Linked DNA regions of Mus musculus: region 2 is linked to region 1. Evidence: chromatin contacts called from public promoter capture Hi-C data. All regions are on one chromosome and are shown on one strand. Each heading gives the region's core, a stretch centred on a gene start, on an enhancer-like site or on the middle of the called end of the contact. The rest is flanking DNA. Distances are from core to core; before and after follow the strand shown. Region 1 holds the start of Cic (capicua transcriptional repressor). Region 2 holds the start of Vrk3 (vaccinia related kinase 3).

Region 1 (5,816 bases), core at 939-3,438:
CACAGGAGGGAGTCTTCCCCTTTCCCCAACAGCACCCAGAGCAATGCCTGCAAGCCCAGCCCTCACTTCTGGCCTGCACGTATCCTCACCCAGACTGAGCAGGCTGGGCAGGGTGTCTGAAATGGCCAGCACCCTCAGGGACCCAAATATGCCCAGACAGCTCCAGGTGGGGGTAAGGAGGATGAGGTCAAAGACAGCAGGACAAGCCCAACAAGCCAACCTCACCCACTTCCTGAACAGTCACTCTGCCCGCCCCCTTTCAAGCTGCCCTGAGAAAAGAAGAAAAAAAAAAAAAAAAGGGCAAAACAAAACCCCTAAAACTTTACTCCAGAGTGACTTGGAAAACTTGAGAAGCCAAACATTAGCTGTCCTAGATTCCGCCAAACACAATCAGAGACCCCTCTGACAGTCTTCAGGCTGACTGCGATCCCAGATCTCATGCTCTCCGACTTGAGGCCTTCTCCTTCTGTGGGACAATTCTGGGGTTCTCACTGGCAGACTCTGAAGGGCCTGGGATCAGCACCAAGGTGCTGTGAGTTAAGCCGACTCCACTGCCATCTCCCCACTGACCTGCTAGGGCACCATTCAGGAGCCTGAGATCTGGTACAAACACTGTCCAAACATAAACCTTTACACCCCACCCAGGGCCTACAAGCACACCAGCCAACATCCCTTACCCCTGTTACCTGGACTGGTCTCTTTACCCCAGAGCCAGACCTCTCTTTCTTGGGGCCTACCTTCTTCCTGTGCACCATAGCTAACTACTACCCAGGGTCCCGCGGGCCCTCACCTCCCTTTCAGAACGTGAAACTCCTGAAGCTGAGGCCACCCCATGCCCTTTAGGGTCTCATCCTCTCTATTTCCATCCACCCTCCTGACACCATCTTCGCTTGCCACTCTCTCCCATCTTGTCACCACCTCTACCTTATTTTCTCAGATACTAGGCCCCCTCCTGTTACCCCCCCCCGCTGGTCACCCCCATTTATTTATATCACCTATTCCTCCTATTCACTCTTCTGTCGGCCATCTCTAGACCTCCAAATCTGACACCTCTGCCCATCGCCTCTCTTTATCACCCCCTCCAACTCGGTCCCCTTCCTCTCCCTGTCACCCTGATCTAATCCTGTTACCCCTCCATTCCTGTTATCAGTACTCTCCCCTAGTTGCTCCTTTTCTGTCACTCCCCACTTCCTACCACTTCTTCCACTCTGTCACCCCTTCCCACACCATTCCGCCCACCTCTTTTGCCCTGTACCCCTTTCCCGTCCCTGCCACCTGTCCCCTCTCGGCCTCCAGCTCCCCTCCACCCCCACGCAGTGTCAGCCCTAGCCCCGCCCTTCACCTCGGGCTCCGCGGGGTTTCGGGGCGGGGGGCCGTGGCCCCGGCTCAGTCCGGTCCGGTCCCTCCCCGCCCCCCCTCCGGCTCTCCCTCTCGATTCTCCCTTTTTTTTTTACTCCAACACACAAAATGGTGAATGGACCTGCAACAGCTGGAGCAACCAGCCAATAAACGGCCACAACCCCGGTGACCGGCGCCAACCTAGACCAATAGATATTCGCTGTCTAGTCGGCTCCGCCTATCATCCGCAAGCGACACTTGCTACCACCAATTGCGCTCTTCCGGCAGCGCCAAGGGGCGGGGTCAAATTCCAAGACCGGCCTCCCTCCGGGACCGACACCAACCTAAGCCTACGACTGCCTGATCTGCCTAGAACTCTACCTTACAACAAGTAATGGACACCTCCTTTAACCAATTAACAGACTATTTATATGCCGAATGACAATTACAGTACCCAATCACCATCCATCTTAAGCAAGAAACCACCCCCTGCGAGGGACAGTAACCAATAAAATGAAGGGAGGCGGGACTAAAGGATATGCCCTCCAATAAACAAGCTCGAGAGGCGTGGCCCGAGGGTTTGTTGACCAGCTGAACGCAATGCCTGCTGGGAATAGTAGTCTTCTTCTGTATCCGGCCCGTAGTCAGAAGCATAAGTCAGACTACAACTCCCATGTGACAGAGTGCATGGAGCTCCAAAGAACCCGGGCGAAGAGAAAAAGTCGGAAAGGGCAGCTCCTCCTGAGTCTCGCTGGACACTGGGAACATCTTAGACCCAGGGCCCCGACTCACCCGGATTGCTGGCTCTGGCGTCGCCAGTGGCTCCTCGCTGAGGCGGCTGTAGCGGCACGAGGGGGAGGTGCAAAGAGCAGCCAACCGACACCCGCGAGCCCCGCAGCCAATCAGCAACGGCAGGGGCGGTGCAATGACCTCACCGGTTCTACTCTCTTACCCCTCCCCCACGTGGTTGTTGGTGCTGGTAAACCAGAGTAGAGAAGTTTGGGGTAGGGGGATGGGAGGAGAACTAGTGATGTCACCTTTCCTCTGCATGATTGGCTGTCGGGTGGCCGGACTACGGCCAATCAACAGTCTCAAAAAGTCTGGCGCGGCCCCGCGGAAAGCCCTGTTGCCACCAGAAGGAGAGAGGACCTGCGGTTGTAGGGTAGCGCGCTCTGCAGTACTGGCAACCCGCGTGGCCTGTGGCCGTGATGTCAACTCCAAGACTTTTTGATTTTAGGACGGCGCACTTTTCTGATCGCACCCTCCAATCTCCAAACTTTTCTTTTGCGTCACTTCCTGGGGTTTCACACTTCATTCCGAAGGCGAATAGCCCTATGGCTTTTCACACCTGAGGAAAGATGTGTAAAAATCTTGGGGTGGGTGTCACACCGGAGGTGAGGAGAAGAGCATGTGCCACATACCCTCTGAGGCATAGACAGCTGTTGCCCCGGTGCCGAGTTTACACCAGGTGTGACTATCCCTAGCTTCAGTCTTCCCATCAGGTTTCCCTTGGATCAAAGGATAATGGAGAATGGTGTACTCCTCCTCTAATGAAGGTTTCTCTTGCATATGATGGATACTCAAGACTGTAATAGTGAAACACACACACACACACACATCTGGTCTATTGTAGCACATCTTACTGTTGGTGCTGGTTAGTTTTTAAGTTGACACAAGTACCAAATCCTGACATAGAGTGAACCCCAATTGTCTCCAAAAGATTGCCCTGTAGGCAAGTCAGTGCAGTACTATCTTAATTAGTGGTTGGTGTAGGAGGGTCCAACCCATTGTGGGTGGGTGCAACCCCTGAGAAAGTGGTCCTGGGAAGCAGGCGAAACAAACCATGGAGAGCAAGCCATTATGAAGGGTTCTTGCATGGCTTCCCCATTGAATTCTTGCCCAGAGTTCCTGCCCTGACGCCCCTTCAGATGGGCTTGATGAAATATAAGTTGAGATAAACCCCTTTCTCATTGAGCTGCTTTTAGTTATTCTGCTTTCCTTATGCTTGCACTATGCTCTGTAAGAGAATGTTCTGGGATATATGGCTGCTTCACATAGGACATGCAAAAAGCACCCATTATCTATGGCACTTACAGTGAGGCAACTTCTCGATATCTACAGGAAGTTCCCACCGTGCCGCAGACCCTATTGATCCCTTGTCTGCATGGAACGGGTCTCTAGTCTCAGGTGGGCAAGGAGTCAGCGGGAATGGATGGACAGACTCAACACAAGGGAGTGTGGATCTGAATGTAATTTGTCAAATTGAGCATCAAACTTTTTATACAGAAGAAAATAGGGAAGATGGGTGACACCAGCAAGGTACAAAGAGGTTACTGGATTCTTACACAAAACAGAGGAATGCAAACACGGAAGAACTGGCAGGAACCAACTGAGATAAAATTCTGTTAACAACTGGGATCAGAAACAGCTCCACCTAAGGTCCACTTAATCTTAGAAGCCAGGGGCTTGTGCCCTTGCCATAGTTCCTACTCTAGTCTATTGTATAGTCCACCTTCCCCCTAGGCCATTGTAAATACTTGCGTTTGGGTGTAACTCAGCTATCTATAGTTCTAAGTATCTACTCTGGTTCCTCTTTAGGTCACTTTAGGTTCTAAGTATCTACTTCTGGTTCCTCGTTATCTTCCTAGATAATGGTCAATTTCCAGGCAGCGGTGGCACACGCCTTTAATCCCAGCACTTGGGAGGCAGAGGCAGGCAAATTTCTGAGTTCAAGGCCAGCCTGGTCTACAGAGTGAGTTCCAGGACAGCCGAGGCTACACAGAGAAACCCTGTCTCAAAAACCAAAAACCAAAAGCCAAAAGCCAAAAAAAAAAAAAAAAAAAAAAAAAGATAATGGTAAATTTCTGTGTAGGGCAGTGACTTAGCTATCCATGCCCAAGGTCAGATCAAGGACTGCCTAGAATCTAACTTAGCTATATGTCAAAATATCAATTCTTAGGAGCACTTGTAATAAAGCAATATTAAGGGAAAGCACACAGATCCGTTTACCAACTAAAGCAAGGACATTGGCGCATTCTTTATACAGGATGCCACGATTCCAGGAGACTAAGTTTCCGTGAACTTTTCGCCTCGGGACAGCGCCCAGGTTTTCAGAGCCTGTGGCGCTTGTCACTACTGGAGTGGATGTAGCACCACCTTCCACGGGGATTCAAGGAAATTTGACTGTCCTTACAAGTTCACAGAGAACTTAGTCTATTACCCATGCTATTGTAGAACTCTGTTCTCTGAAGTGCTAGAAATACAACCATTAAGACCGTGTTTGGGCTGGTGAAGAGCACTAGCTAAAGGACCGAGATTTGAGGCCAAGCATCCGTGTGGTAACTCACAAGCATTGGGCAACTCCAGTTCTAGGGACCCAACACCTTCTTCTGGCCTATGCAGACATAAGGCACACACGTTGTTCACAGCTGTACATACAGGCATATTTAAAACTTAAAACATGCACATGTTAGCGGGCAGTGGTGGCACATGCCTTTAATTCTAGCACTTGGGGCAGAGGCAGGTGGAACCTCTGAGTTCAAGGCTAGCCTGGTCTACAAATGAGTTTCAGGACAGCCAGGACTATATATAGTAAGACCCTGTTGCCCAAACAAACAAAACATTTGGATAGCCCCTAATGAATGGCGTATGGTGGCCACCAAGTAGCAGGGGAGGGGGTGCACAACAGTCACAGATAATTCTTAGACTTTGCAAATGCAAACCGGCCTCGTTACGTTTGGATACAAAGAAAGTTGTAAGGTCCGCAGGAGGCTACTGCAGGGCAGTTCACAGTTCCCACTGTCCATAGAAGCCTGTGTTATGAAAGAGGCTCAGACGGGTCAGAGTGAAGGTGTGTTTCCCCTGTCAGGTCACATCAGGAGCGAGGGTTACACAAACACATCCTGCCAAGGAAATGTTCTGCTGTAGTGCAAAGGCTGTCTGGCTCTAGTGTGATTCTGATGTCCACAGAAGGGATTCCCCCACTCACCCATACTGCTTGTGAACATTGCAGCAGGCAGGCATGCAGGGAAACCAGTCAGTGGGAGTTTACACCATGGGCCAAAGCTTATTGGCGGAAAGGTGTGCGTTCAAGGAGCTGTGTCCTGACCCTGAGAGAATTACATAAACTACAGTTAACTTACATACCCAGTTATGCTGTCCAGTCAGAGAAGGACGGTGTTGCTGGAGGTAAAACGCTACTGCCTTAAGGTTGCCTGGGGTCAAATCGCAGCTGGGCTTCTTCTCAAACAGAGTGATATGCGCAAGGTCACTTAATCCCCACCCCCACCCCACCCCTGTGCCTTGATTTCCACCTCTTTTAAAATGGGAATAGGCTGAGGGTGTGGCTCAGTGGTAGAGCAATTGCAAAACCCCAGCTTGAGGTCCTAAATTCTCTTCCCGGCAGAAAAAAGGGGGGAGGGGGGAGAGAATAGAAGACCTTGATGGCTTTGTTGGGAAGGCTAGTGAGTTAGAGCAGC
Region 2 (5,816 bases), core at 1,033-3,532, about 19 Mb before region 1:
TGAGGTTTCCTGCAGGAATAGAAACCCTGACTAAGACACCAGCACACCCTGGTAGCGACTTCTACAGTCAACATGATGAAACACATTGGCTTCTTATCTTCAGGTCAAAATATCCTTGCAGGTTCTCACCTGGAAGCAGATGCTCAGCATGACCCTGAGCTGGCAACATCAGGCTTTTCACCAGGTAGCCTCTATCTCTTCAGCCTATCACAGCCTAGGCTGTCATCTCCCCCTCTTTACTGCAGTCACATCCTAACTACAATGACCATCAGCCTCTACACCTTGTCACTGTGGTTTGTTAACCAAACAGAGGTCACAATGATCCAGTTATAGTCAGTTCCGAGGGTAGGCTGGAGGTCTCGGGGATTTAGAATGCACTGTTCTTCCAGAGGACCCAGATTCAGTCTCCAGCACCCCAGTCTGATGGGTGGCTCACATCACCTGTAACTTCAGCTCCAGGGGATCTGACACCCTCTTCTGGCACTTGCAAATTCATGCCATATACACAAACAGAGCCCATGACGAGTGCCACGCCATCTCTGATGATGGTAAACAGCCACAGCCCTGTGGGTGAGCCGTCAGCAAATGAGCTCGGGCAGGTAAGCGTGGGCTGAATTGCAATGTAAATTGCAAGCAGAGAAAGCCTCTCTCATTTTCTAAGACATTCTAGATGCAAACATGTAGATAAGATACCATAGGAAAAAATATTATACAATTGACTGCAATTTCTGTCTGGCACCTCAACCAACGTTAGAATGTAAACTAGTTGTGCAGAATTTAAAAACATCCATCTTTATGATCTTTAATTTTGAGTATGTGTGTGTTTGCATGTGGGTATGTGTAAAAGGTCTTTGCTACTTTGTGAGTTCTTTTTCCTGCCTTTATTCTCCCCTTCCCATTTCACCCCCTATCCCTAGGTAGGAGAGAAAGAAGGACAGAGGGAGAGAGATCAAGAACTCTGAATCTAATTTCTTCTTTGAGCACAACTACTAACAAACTGCAATACCCCCCCCATCCCCCACCCCCACCAAACAACTCTCACGGTACCCAGTTGAGGCCCTAGTATTTACAGACTCTCTGAGAAGTTCCCAGAATTCCAAACGTCACACAGTTGTAGAAACTATGTGCAGCTGGCAAAATCATGAGCTGCTGGAGCAGGAGGCAAAGCTTAGTCAGCTGCGGAGAAGCAGCCCCATAGCCCCACTCCTGGGATTGAAACAAAAACATATTCTTATATTTCTGTGTTTTTTTTAAAGAAATGAAAATTCCAGAATTTTCACTACAGTTATGTGCATATGAACCCGTGTGAAGGCCAATCCCTAATTCCCTAGAACTAGGGTTACAGGCAGTCATGAACTGGGAACCAACTTGAGTCCTCCGGAAGACAGTAAGCACTCAAATATTGAACCAACTCTCCAGTCCTTAGGCAGGGCTGGATTCTTTTTTTAAAGACAGTGTTTCATGTAGCTTAGGCCGACCTTGAACTTTTGATCCCCCAGCATTTGAAACTTACCCAAGCGTACATCCAGCTTTAATTAAACTGAGGTGCCCATTACTATGTAGTCCATCCTGGGCTGTCCTGGAATTCACTATTCTCAAAAATCCTCCTGACTCAGCCTCCCAAGTGCTAGAACATTGCTGAGTTTAGAGCTACTCCTAGGGGAGGTGGCAGTTCGGGTATATAATACAATAAGTGTCTGTTGCACAGATCCTTGCATACAGTAAGTGCTCGGATCTTGAGTGTTGAGGTCTCCTGTCTAAGGCTGCACATTCAGTTCCGACTACTGATACTCAAGTCGGCTTTTATTATGCACCCATTTGTTTAGTTCATTTATCCTACGTATGACCATCAGCTTGCTACCATCTATGCTCCTGTTGCAGGAACGCAGCACAGCAGAGTACCAAAGGCTAAATTCCACAGGTGTGGGACTAACACTTCCCTAAGTAGCAGAGACTGGACCGGGCCCCACAATCCCAAAGAAACCAGTGACGAGGTACCCGTGGAGGCGGAGGCGGAGTGTCTGACATTCCTCACAGGCTCCGCCCAACACCTTCCCAGCAAAACAGAGGAAGTGGGTGCTCCCCCCACTCCCGCCCCCGAACCCCAGCCTTGGTCGGCCTCCGCCTTCCTCAGGCAGTGACGTCACAGGCTGCCGGGCGAGCGGCTCCTCATCACTGTACTTGTGAAAAAGCCGTGGGCGCCGGGGTTTCTCACGGCCCGGACTCTCACTCCGATCCGGAGCAGAAACTTGGACTCACCTTTACAGTTGCCCCGCAGAAACTTCCGGGGAGGGAGGGTGAAGGAGGGGCTGCGCGCGCATCCCCCACCGGCCGTGCGACAGCAGCGAGCAGACGCGGCCTATTTCCTCTAATACAGGGCATCCGGACAAGCTGTGCCCTGCTGGAAACTCCATTTCCCAGAAGCCTGAGCGACACGCCTGATTAGTCCATCCCCCTAATTGCTCACCGTTATTCGGCCTTCTCTGGGGCGGGCTTTTCCTTCTACTGCGCATGTCTGACGTCAATCTTGATGAAATACGTGACAGCCACCAATCAAAGGTCCTGTTGTCATTTTTAAACTCTCCTTGCTTCTGTGCTCTCTCTGTAATCTCAGTTTTGCCTTCAAACTGTATCTATGGCAACCCGCTGTCACCTCCAAATGGAATTTTCGGGGTGTAGAAGGTGAAAGTAGTCCTATAACAGGGTAGTGGGCCATCCAACCTTGGTGTCACTTAGCCATGAATCTGTTTCCTCTCTACTTCCTAGAGGGCTCAGTGGGTGGAGACCACAGGTGGTGGGTCCTGGAATTTGGCGCGGAGTTACCTGGGTGGGATAAATTTGAGGAGAAGTTTCTGGAACCGGAACTTCCTCGGAGGAATTTCCCCCTGTACTCTGAGGGAGCCCTCCTCATGAGGAGTTGGGTTTTCTTGGGATCCTGGAAAGCATATGTTCTTTGGGTTGCCAGCCATGCTGAGGTACGGAGACACGGAGCCATGCCGAGGTACGGAGACTAAGCCCAGGCGCCCATGGCCTTAGTCCTCTGTGGCCGGGGTGGGAGGCCCTGACAGAATGCTGAACCCTTGAGTGCTCACAGCCGGGCGTAGGCCCGGCTCTTAAGCGGGGGTTTCCTCTCGCGACCAATACCTACAATAATGGCCCAGAGACATCTATTGCTTCAGTTTCGGGGTATCAAACCCCCTCTTGGGCTTCTAAAGGCACTTAGGTGTACACACATAGCACTTTGAAGCAGTCATAAACAAATTTAAAAGGAAAGATTATTTGTATCTATTATTTGAGCATCTCAAATATATACTGTTATGTTCTATTTAAAAAGCCAGGGAAGCCAGGGATATGTTTGGTAGGGCGAGGTATGGTGCTGGGGAAGGGGGTGCCTCTGCGGGCCCATGCTGAGGCATCCCTTCCCCTTGAGGTACCAACCACAGTGGGTATAGTGTAGAATAGAGTTTATTTAGGGCATGGGGAGGGGAGTTGAGAGGTAGTAGAGACAGAGAAAGGTAGGGAGAGGGAGTAGAGGCCGGCCATGAACACGTGTAGAGAGAGGGGAATAGGGCAAGAAGGGACAGAGAAGGAAGAGAGTGTGGGGACTGAGGGGCAAGCAGCCCCTTTTATAGTGAGTCAGGCATACCTGGCTTTTGCCAGGTAACTGTGGAGTGGAGTGTAGAAGAAATGCTAACATTCCTTTGTTTTGGTTTAATTTTAAAAAAGGAAAAATTAGAAAGAGGCAACGGTGAAGCAAAAAATAGGGTCATCATGATCTTTAGCTAACTTTCTGTTGTTATTGGGGCAGTGTGTCTCTGGGAAACCTAAGAAGATGGGGGTGGGGATGTTGGTGAAGTCTTAGGAGAATTGGCTGTGTCCTTGCTGCTCAGGGTCTGTGGAACCAACTGTGGATAGATCAGAAGGAGCAGGTCCAGTAGAAGTATCTGTGGCTGTAAGAGAAAATTGGAGCATCTATGGGTTGTTTCTCTGGAGCTGTCTTATGTGTAGATTTTGAGTAAACGCTTGGATTTGGCAAGATGCTGAAACACACACACACACACACAGGAGGTAGAGAATAAAGTTAAGTACGTTTGGGAGAAAAAAAATTAGGTCTTTGGGGTAAGAGGAGTCCCAATCCCAGGAACAGGAGAGCAATCTCACCCTCTGGAATAGGTAGCCAGTGAGAACGTAGGCTATTGCTTGGCAGGTGTACTTACCTGGATGGAGACTATTTAGTCCATAAGAAGTAGATTGGAGTGGGTTTCCTGTAGTTTGTAAGTTTATAAAAGAGATAAATTTGTTAACAGCATGAATAGTCTTTAAGATGAGCTTAAGGAGGACAAAAACTTTTCATGGAGCAGAAGGAGCAAGAAGGGATTTTTTTTTTCTGTCTAGGATACTGAATGTGTACGTACATATATTTCTACATATGTATATATATATATATATATATATATATATATATATATGTATATATATATATTTACATATGTATATATATAGTAAAATGAGAAACAACCTTAAGTCCATTGTTAAAAGACAACCAAGGAAACTTGTATTTGAACTTGTGAATATGAAAGTGGATCATATAGTGGAATGTCTTTTATTAGGGTTAGGCTGGTTTACAAGAACTCCACTGGTTAATGTTAGGACAATGGCATAGCAAGGAGAGGAAATCTGAAGCGTTTAGTCACTGGAGAGCGAGTTTAGATAAGGAAGTAGCAGAAGGTTACACCTGTGAAAGGTTACATAGGAACTTGTGTATCGTTATCATGAAGTCTGCGAGCAAGGCAGACCTGTCTGACTTTGGTAAGAGATCTGGTAGTCTTAGCTAGTTAACAAATTGACTAATGAGCTAATATAGTTGTGGATTACCTTAGAGTAAGGAGTTAAGTCTGTTTTCTAGCCATCAAGCTTAGCTGTCAAATCTGGGAAGAATAAATTATAATCTAGGTGTCATGTATTAATTAAAATGACAGAGGTTGGTCTATAGTCCAAAAAGTTTCCAGGTCCCTGTGGTCTCCATGGCAACTTGGGCAGAGTCGGTCTGTCAGGCCCAGAAGATGAAAAACTTTTTCCTGCAGAGTAAATACGTTTGAAATGAGAAATGACCAACCTTGACTTAAGCATTATAAGACATTTGACTCTCAGGGTATCTTGTTTGTCCACAGTATAGACCAGGCCCTGGCAGGGGACAAGGCAATGGATTGGTGCTTCTCAGTGGTTGTCATATCACAATCCAGCAGTCTTGTCACTGTGTCCATTATCTTCTCGGAGACCTTGGGGAGTCACTATTAGGCTTTGGAAGTCTCTGTCTGTCATAAACTTAAACGTTATTATATTTAGCAGATTTCTGTATTTAAGGCAGTGATCTTTAACCTTTTACTGTTTAGAAATCTCAGCCTTAGCGCCATCTTCCTTGAAACTATTGCGCCATGAGTGGCAGAAAAAGCAAAGCGCTAGAGAGGAAAGATGAGGCAGCAGTTCAAGTATCTTAGAACAGCAGAGACAGGCATCCAGATGAATCTGAGCGGAACAGTGCAGCTCGCTTGGCGGCCTGTGGTGGCCGCTGTGGCCGAGCAAAGTCCCTGCAAGAAGGGCGGGATGGATGGCTGTGGGAAGGCGGAGCGGTTGCGGCAAGTGAGTGGGGCGGGGGCGAGAGCTAGGGCCTGAAGAGGTGTTCTAGTCTAGCGACTCTGCTCAGGCCGTGCAAAAGAGCTTGCACACGTGCCACGAAGCACTGAATAGCGGAGCTGACTTGAGGCAGGGGGTAAGAGAGAGCTGAGGATAATTAGGCAGCCGATGTGGGGCAGCTC

What was found. Promoter capture Hi-C pulls out the DNA fragments that hold promoters and counts their contacts.
Region 2: a promoter capture Hi-C map of pre-B cells shows a contact between it and region 1. The contact joins the promoter of Vrk3 here to the promoter of Cic in region 1. A contact is called at or near these places in 2 of 39 promoter capture datasets (cranial neural crest and pre-B cells).

Annotation. Positions count from the first base shown.
Region 1 is chr7:25,264,071-25,269,886 of GRCm38.p6, reverse strand. Cic (capicua transcriptional repressor) reads right to left here and starts at 2,188. Exons shown (of 21, transcript NM_001302811.1): 1 at 2,131-2,188. Gm45974 (a long non-coding RNA gene) reads left to right here. Exons shown (of 3, transcript XR_001778066.2): 3 at 1,490-1,554.
Region 2 is chr7:44,745,095-44,750,910 of GRCm38.p6, reverse strand. Vrk3 (vaccinia related kinase 3) reads right to left here and starts at 2,282. Exons shown (of 15, transcript NM_133945.1): 1 at 2,260-2,282. It overlaps Zfp473 (zinc finger protein 473), which reads left to right and starts at 2,562. Exons shown (of 5, transcript NM_001289836.1): 1 at 2,562-3,001.